Regions from separate parts of the Gossypium hirsutum genome. Here region 1 is linked to region 2. Evidence: chromatin contacts called from public Hi-C data. All regions are on one chromosome and are shown on one strand. The core of a region is the stretch at or near the end of the contact, and the rest is flanking DNA. Distances in the headings are between cores, read along the strand shown.

Region 1 (4,092 bases), core at 255-2,754, 44 kb after region 2:
AAATAACATATAATTATATTTTTAAAAATAAAATATATATCCTAAAATTATAATACTATTATTATATTAAAAATTATTAGACTTAAACCATGTACAAGCGTGTTTAAAAAGTAATAGAATAAATGGATTTGAGTATGATTATTTGTAATTTATTCATGTAATTACTCAATTTCACATTCTCCTAAGAATGAAATAGTGTAATTGGAGTGCTTCGAGTACACTCAATTCAATGGGATTTACTAAGTGTATTGTTAACCAAACATGCCCCATATAAGTAATTATTAGCAATTACATCCAAATTTAATTATTAGATAATTTTCAAACACAATGCTGTTTTGTTGGTGGAAAAAACTCGAGATCCAACTTGAAAAGGAATTCTCATGATGCGATGTGAGAAAAGAAAACTCTAAAAAATCAGAGAAAAGTACCAGAGATGATTTGGGGTTTCTGGAATATGGAGTTGTGGAAAAAAATAATTGAACACTTTAGTTTTAGGGCAGAAGTTAAAGTAGGTGGTGAAATTTCCTTAATTCAATATGGGAACAAATGAGGTAAAGAAGAAGTGGTATAAAGATCATAGCATCTTTGTTTCTCTATAATGCAAGGGTTGTTGCTTACATAATTCCACTAGTAAAAGCCTTCATTTGTCACTTTAACCATGCTTTCCCTCCCTTATCCAATCTCAACGAACCCTGTTTGTCAAATAGGGCCACTTTGCCAACATAATGTTGCACACCAATCCCTCTTTGTAGGTAGGGGCTAACAATCCACTCCCATGGCATAAAATAAGACATTTGAAAGCAACTTCACCAATGATTTTATGTAGAGGGGAAAGAAATCAAACGGTACTTCGATTAAATTATTGAAGTGATCATTTATTAATGAAATGAGTTAAGCATGGAATATATTTTTATATGTGTGTTGTTCACGGTGTGGCTCTACTTACCCCATTAGGAAAGCTTAAAATCAACCCCTTAAATGGAGTAAAAGTTAAAGATGAAAGACAAACCTCTTTTTCATAGTCACAAATTCCAACGCATCACCATGAATGTGATTATTCACTCTCTACATAAATTGAGATTAAAGTAGCATTGCCATTATAATACAACTTTGAATTTTTCGCTATATATAATTGTCAACATATGGATCTCATAATTTATTTAGTTATATTTTGATTTAAACCGTTATATTGATGAATAATTTTAAAAATCCCTAAAAAGAATTTTTTTTAAAAGAAAAACTGATGAATTTAGCACGATTAGACAATAAATCGGCGAGTCGGAGTTGAAGAAAAAGGTAAGGAGACAACGCCACGTGTACTCGTATATCTACGGCCCACTTAGCATAGTGGGACCCAAAGTCCATGCTGGTCACGGTTCCCTAGAAGCGTAAAATCCGGGAAATTTTACAATTTTAAAGAAAATAAATAATATTTGATGTAGGGGGCCGTCTCACAATATCCTGCCACGTGGCAAGCAATAACCGTTGACTACATACATGGTGCAATGTGGGCCCACATGGTGCTTTTGAGATCAATAACTGCACAAGCATCCACGTGGGTTTTTTTTTTTCACTTGGGCCCACCTGGAAAATATATTTAAAAAATTAGACGCCATCTTTGCCGTTTGTTGTGAAGACTTTGGGAAGGTTGGAAGACACAAGCGAAACTAGATATATTAGATTTTGTTGGTCTTATCTCTTATGGAAAATGCTTTTATTTTTAGTTTTGAACTCAATTCAAAATAATCACCATTTCTTTTTTCGTTGCAAAAATTCAATCATATATCTTATTTCAATTTAGGAAATTACTGGTTTATCCCTATAAATATAATATAATTACAAATATATATTGAAAAATCATAAAATATAACTATACTAAGAATATAACCTATTTATATCAACTACCCCAAGGATGAAGCTAAAAAAATTTCTTTGACGGAATTAAATTGTATATTTTTTATTATAGTGAAAATGTAACTTCACAATTTTAATAATCTTTATTTATATAATTTTTAAATGATTAAATCAAATTTTTTATCATTTTTAGAGGGTTAAAGTATAATTTTACTATTACTAATTTAAAATTTTATCAATTATAAAGGGACCTAAATGAAAAAAATTTCATTATAGAGGTGGCAAGACTCTGCCTACCCCTAACTCCGCCCCTGAACTACGCATTATGAGATTTAAACCTATCTATGATGATTGTGCATACTTTAATTCGTTAGAATTTGGTCATCATATTTTACAAAAATGGAGAAGTTAATTGAATTAGGTAATATCATTAATCTAACAATTAATATGTAGCAAATTAACTATTAAAGTTGATGTATTTATCCACAATTGAAGTGACTTGTTAGGTTTGGTAAAATATAATGACCACCTTTTGAGAAATTAACATATAAGGGTGAACTTTTCAATTTTCAGAAAATGAAATTATCTTAAATTTTATATGTAAGAAAAAAGATCTAGTAAATGGAGATCTACAGACACTAAAATAAAAACTTAGTTATATTTTTAAAAATATAAATATCACCTTGAGACACTAATTAACATATTTTTCACAAAGATATTCTAGCCATCTAAATTGGGTTGCCTCAACAGATGTCTCTAATGTATTCCTTTTTGTTTGAAGATTAGGGTTGAGTGATACCTTTGAATTGAAATGCTAATTTGGAGATGATCTCCCTCAATAATTTCCTCATCCTCAATCCTGAGCCTTGTAAAGTACTAGAGAATCATGAATGCATATATGAATACTCAATAAAATTAAAATATCAAAGTTCATGATGATTTCAGCTCAAATCTTTTCATGCATAAAAAAAATTATATTTTGTATAAAATTATTTTAAAAAACACCTCATAATGTATGTTATTTTGAAAATTAATAATAATAACACAATTTTATCATGTTTTAGTTTGGCATATAATATTCATTCTTCCTACATGCTTTTCAGATATATGCCAAATGAACTAAAATGACGTATTCTCAGTAGCTCACAACATCCCAAAGCTATGAATATATATAATATAGGTAACGTATTTAGTCGATAATAAGTAGAGAATTTGTTTTTGAGTTTTATATCCTTCTTGGATAATTTTAAAAGTGTGCCCATCAGTTTGGTTTATTTAAGATTCATTTTCCAAATAATTTTTGCAATCATCGAGTTAGATTTTTTATTTTAAGGTATTTTACGGAGCGAGCCCAGTAACTAATCATTGGCATCTGTAGACCCATTAAGGAGTAAATGTTAGCCAGGAGTTTTAAAACTGCTCTATACCCAAGACGCGGATCAAACCCTCAACCACTGGTTAAGCTAAGATAAACCCTTGTCATCTCACATTATTCTTGTGATGAATTTTTTTTTAAATATTGGGTATAATTATAAGATATAATATTTACATTTATAGTGAAAAATTTAAGTTTAAACTCTTGAGTTTTTTCTCTTATACTATCACTTTTTACTTAAAAGTATCTCGGAATTAATATCAACAATGTTGACTTATTTTGCAAAACTATCATTTTTATCATTACGTTAACCATGCATTTTACCATTGTTGAATAAGTGAATAGGGTGCAAGAAAGGTTTTTTTACTATCATCTTCTTAGTGCTAATGATATATTATAGTACTAAAAAGATGATCTATCCCATCTATTTCTATAAAAAAAATTCCAGGAAAAAACCCCTGATTGAAAGGTTGAAAAAAGGATCAGGAAGAGAGAAACTTTCAAGTGTTACAGGAAAAATAGAGGCTTTGCTTTTTAGGGACAAAATATTATTTATCCAACAATGACCACTATAGCAACCGATCAAAGTTTTAATTTGATGTGATTAACCAGAATAAAAGTTTTAAGTTGATGTTGATTATTATGACTTAAAAGATGACTGATGGATAGTGAAATTTATAAAATATTGTGATAATAATAGAAAAGGATGTCCCATAGAAAATCAAAGTTAACAATAATATGAGAGAGAGGCACCCTTTTAAACACTATTAGAAAGTAAAATTTCAATAGGATAAGCATATTATAGTGGATTACAATCCTAAGGATATTATTTTGTAATTATGATTAGATGCCATTAAATGAAT
Region 2 (3,758 bases), core at 42-2,541:
TTTTTCCTTACCGGAGTTTTGTACTAACAGATATACCTAACACGCCATGTGTCACTATCAAGTCATTTCGTCAATTATATCAATTTTTAATAGAAAGAGACCGATTTACTTTTTTTTATTTAATATATAAATATTAATTTACACACCTTTTAATAAAAATATAATTAAATTTTTAATACAAAAACCTCCATAATACTTTTGTGATTGCCCGAACATATTATTATTAATAAAATAGGGGTATAGGAATACAAAGTCAAAGTGGTAATAGAAATTTGTATAGTAAAAGTTGGGGGCATGACTACTCCTATAAAGTATGTAATATTATACAACATATGTAAGAAGCCGAGTTTTTGCAGCCGATTAGGTTCCTAGTAAAAATAGAGTACGTGAAGGAACTGAACTCCCATTCGTACACGTGTCAAATTATAAAATTTGGCAGCCAGCTGGCTAGCCGGTCCCACTTAAATCCTTTAAACAAGAAAATAATAAGGAAAACGCGCCCCTCCCAATTATTTACCGTACGCATCTAACACACACACATAATTTGTTTCTCTTCTCTTCTCCTATTTATCTTTTCAACAGATATTGACATATTGTCTCGCGAGAACTTCAAAGTAAACGCCGTTTTTTTCATATCTTACTGGGAATTGCAATTTACAATTACTTGAAACCTAATTTAAAGGAAATTGGCTGCCGGTATTTTTTGAGACACCCGCGGTACAAGCGCGTTTGTACCGGTGATTCTACTGCGGGATTACCGGGAATTGCCTGTCAACCGTTTGTACCCGGTTGAACTGGTTCTTTTTCTCCATATCTATATCAAATTACGCTTTATCAATTGTATTTAAGCATGTATATTGTCCTTTGGGAAAAAAATCAGTAAATTAATTATGTATTTTAAGTGAAAATTTCGTGATATTTAATCAAATAAATTGGTTTTTTATATATTAAATTGTGAATAGAAATTTTTAAATAAAAAATTAATATTTTTTTAAAAAAAATGATAAAATGGGATAATTGGGTACTTGGGAACTGATCAAAGTTAAGGATAGAACTTGAATTGGGTATTTTGGCATGTTTTACTTTGATAGAAAAAAAAATTGAAGCATATGGGAATATTCAAATTTCTTTATCTTAAGGCATGCAAAAAATAAAAACAAAAATAATAATAATTGATAAATAATAATGAGAAATTGACGTATATACCCTTAATTGTACCATTATTTTTTAAAGCTCAAGCAACTTCAATCCTCCATCTATTTATACCCAACTCCTTCCTTCTTTTCCCTCACACCTAAACCCAAACCAAAACTATAGACATCCATTTCATCTATCAAACACCCTCCTCTCTCTCTCTCTCTCTCTCTCTCTCTCTCTCTCTCTCTCTCTCTCTCTCTCTCTCTCTCTCTTGGCTCTTAAAAGAAAGGCCTTTCTTCCCATTCAAAAAGTGCAAACAACAAATATCAGAATCATGCCTGAAGCACCTAAGAACACACTTAAACCTACTACAGATTACAGCCTGGAACTGAAGAACAAGAAAACCCTTCAGTTCATTGAGGATGTGACTTCAAACGCTGATGAAGTTCAAAAGAAAGTCCTTGAAGAGATCCTTTCACGCAATGCTCATGTTGAGTACCTGCAAACACGTGGCCTTAATGGTCACACTGATAGAGAGACTTTCAAAAAAACCATGCCTGTCATCACCTATGAGGATATCCAACCTCATATTGACCGTATTGCCAATGGTGATACCTCTCCCATACTTTCTTCCAACCCCATTTCTGAGTTCTTGACAAGGTCAGCAAACTAAGCAACCCTTTTTTCTTTTTATGCTTATGTTTTTTTAAAAGGTTTTTCCTGTTTTTGTTTCCTCTCCTCCTAGGCAGGCCATTTCAAACTTTACCTGTTTTACAAGCACATCAGTGATAGCCTGCCTTGTAGATTTCATGTTTATTTTGGTTTTGGCTAAACGGATGGTCTTGGTTTCTTCTTTGCAGCTCTGGGACATCAGGTGGGGAGAGAAAGCTGATGCCAACAATTGAAGAGGAGTTAGGAAGGAGGTCACTGCTCTATAGCTTACTGATGCCTGTTATGAGCCAATTTGTCCCTGGTCTAGACGAAGGCAAAGGAATGTACTTTTTGTTTATAAAATCCGAGGCTAAGACACCTGGTGGCCTTGTGGCACGCCCTGTTCTCACTAGCTACTACAAAAGCACCCATTTCAAGAATAGGCCATATGACCCCTACACCAACTACACTAGCCCAAATGAAACCATCCTTTGTCCTGATTCTTACCAAAGCATGTACTCTCAAATGCTTTGTGGACTTTGCCAACACAAAGAGGTCCTCAGGGTCGGTGCTGTTTTTGCCTCTGGCTTCATCAGGGCCATCAAGTTCCTTGAAAAACATTGGCGTCTCCTTTGCAAAGATATAAGAACGGGAACCATTGATTCCCAAATCACTGACCAATCTGTGAGAGAGGCTGTTATGAAAATCCTGAAACCTGATCCTAAACTTGCTGATTTCATTGAGGCCGAGTGCAGCAAAGATTCATGGCAAGGGATCATCACAAGGTTATGGCCTAATACAAAATATGTGGATGTGATTGTGACTGGGACAATGTCACAGTACATTCCCACACTTGATTACTACAGCAATGGCCTCCCTCTCGTCTGCACCATGTATGCATCCAGTGAATGCTATTTTGGTGTCAACCTTAACCCTCTTTGCAAGCCAAGTGAAGTTTCCTACACTCTCGTTCCCACAATGGCCTACTTTGAATTCTTGCGGGTTCAAAGGAACAATGGCGTCACTAGTTCTATTTCTGTGCCCAAAACTCTCAATGAGAAAGAACAACAAGAATTGGTTGACCTTGTTGATGTTAAACTTGGCCAAGAGTATGAGCTTGTTGTCACCACTTATTCAGGTACATCAAAATAACATTTTTAAGAATTATTGAATAGTTTTAGAGACATCATGTTTATACTTTAAGAACTGTAGTATAACTTGTCTGTATCTGACTGTTGAAAATAATGCTTTTGCAGGACTTTATCGTTATAGAGTTGGTGATGTGCTAAGGGTAGCAGGGTTTAAAAACAACGCACCGCAATTCAATTTCATATGCAGGAAAAATGTAGTTTTGTGCATCGATTCAGATAAGACTGATGAGGTTGAACTTCAAAATGCTGTGAAGAATGCAGTGAACCATTTGCTGCCCTTTGGTGCAACATTGGCTGAGTACACTAGTTATGCAGATACCACAACAATTCCAGGCCACTATGTGTTGTACTGGGAACTTAGTCTCAATGGTAACACCCCAATTCCTCCTTCAGTTTTTGAGGACTGTTGCTTAACCATTGAAGAGTCCCTCAACAGTGTATACCGCCAAGGGCGTGTGTGTGACAAATCCATTGGACCTCTTGAGATCAAGGTTGTTGAACCAGGGACATTTGACAAGCTGATGGATTATGCCATTAGCTTAGGTGCATCAATTAACCAGTACAAGACTCCAAGATGTGTGAAATTTGCACCCATTGTTGAGCTGTTGAACTCAAGGGCTGTGTCTAGTTACTTCAGTCCAAAATGCCCCAAATGGTTTCCTGGCCACAAGCAATGGAGCAACAATAATTAAGGGAAATTAAGGGAGAGATGCTCTTAATTGGTAGCTTTTCATGGAAGTTCACAACCACTGTGGGTGTGATCCTCTTTGGGAAAAGTTAAATGAAGGCATTGTAGGTTAACCCCCTCATGATTTTATG

Evidence for each region. Hi-C and Micro-C count contacts between places; a contact is called where the count stands out from the background.
Region 1: a Hi-C map of leaf shows a contact between it and region 2, with 2.7 times the contacts expected there. The contact joins the enhancer-like site here to the promoter of LOC107951774 in region 2. A contact is called at or near these places in 14 of 34 Hi-C or Micro-C datasets (anther, fibers, hypocotyl and 3 more).

Annotation. Positions count from the first base shown.
Region 1 is chrD01:8,941,612-8,945,703 of Gossypium_hirsutum_v2.1, forward strand. No RefSeq gene overlaps it. Among protein-coding and RNA genes, the nearest start is that of LOC121214233, 6.3 kb to the left of the region's middle. Within about 2 kb of position 1,505, at least 3 of the 9 cell types and tissues checked have an H3K27ac peak or open chromatin away from gene starts, as enhancers often do. A contact at or near this core is called in hypocotyl and leaf, where this site is marked.
Region 2 is chrD01:8,898,200-8,901,957 of Gossypium_hirsutum_v2.1, forward strand. LOC107951774 (indole-3-acetic acid-amido synthetase GH3.6) reads left to right here and starts at 1,292. Exons shown (of 3, transcript XM_041086966.1): 1 at 1,292-1,797; 2 at 1,998-2,926; 3 at 3,045-3,758. The coding sequence starts at 1,472. The coding sequence ends at 3,631.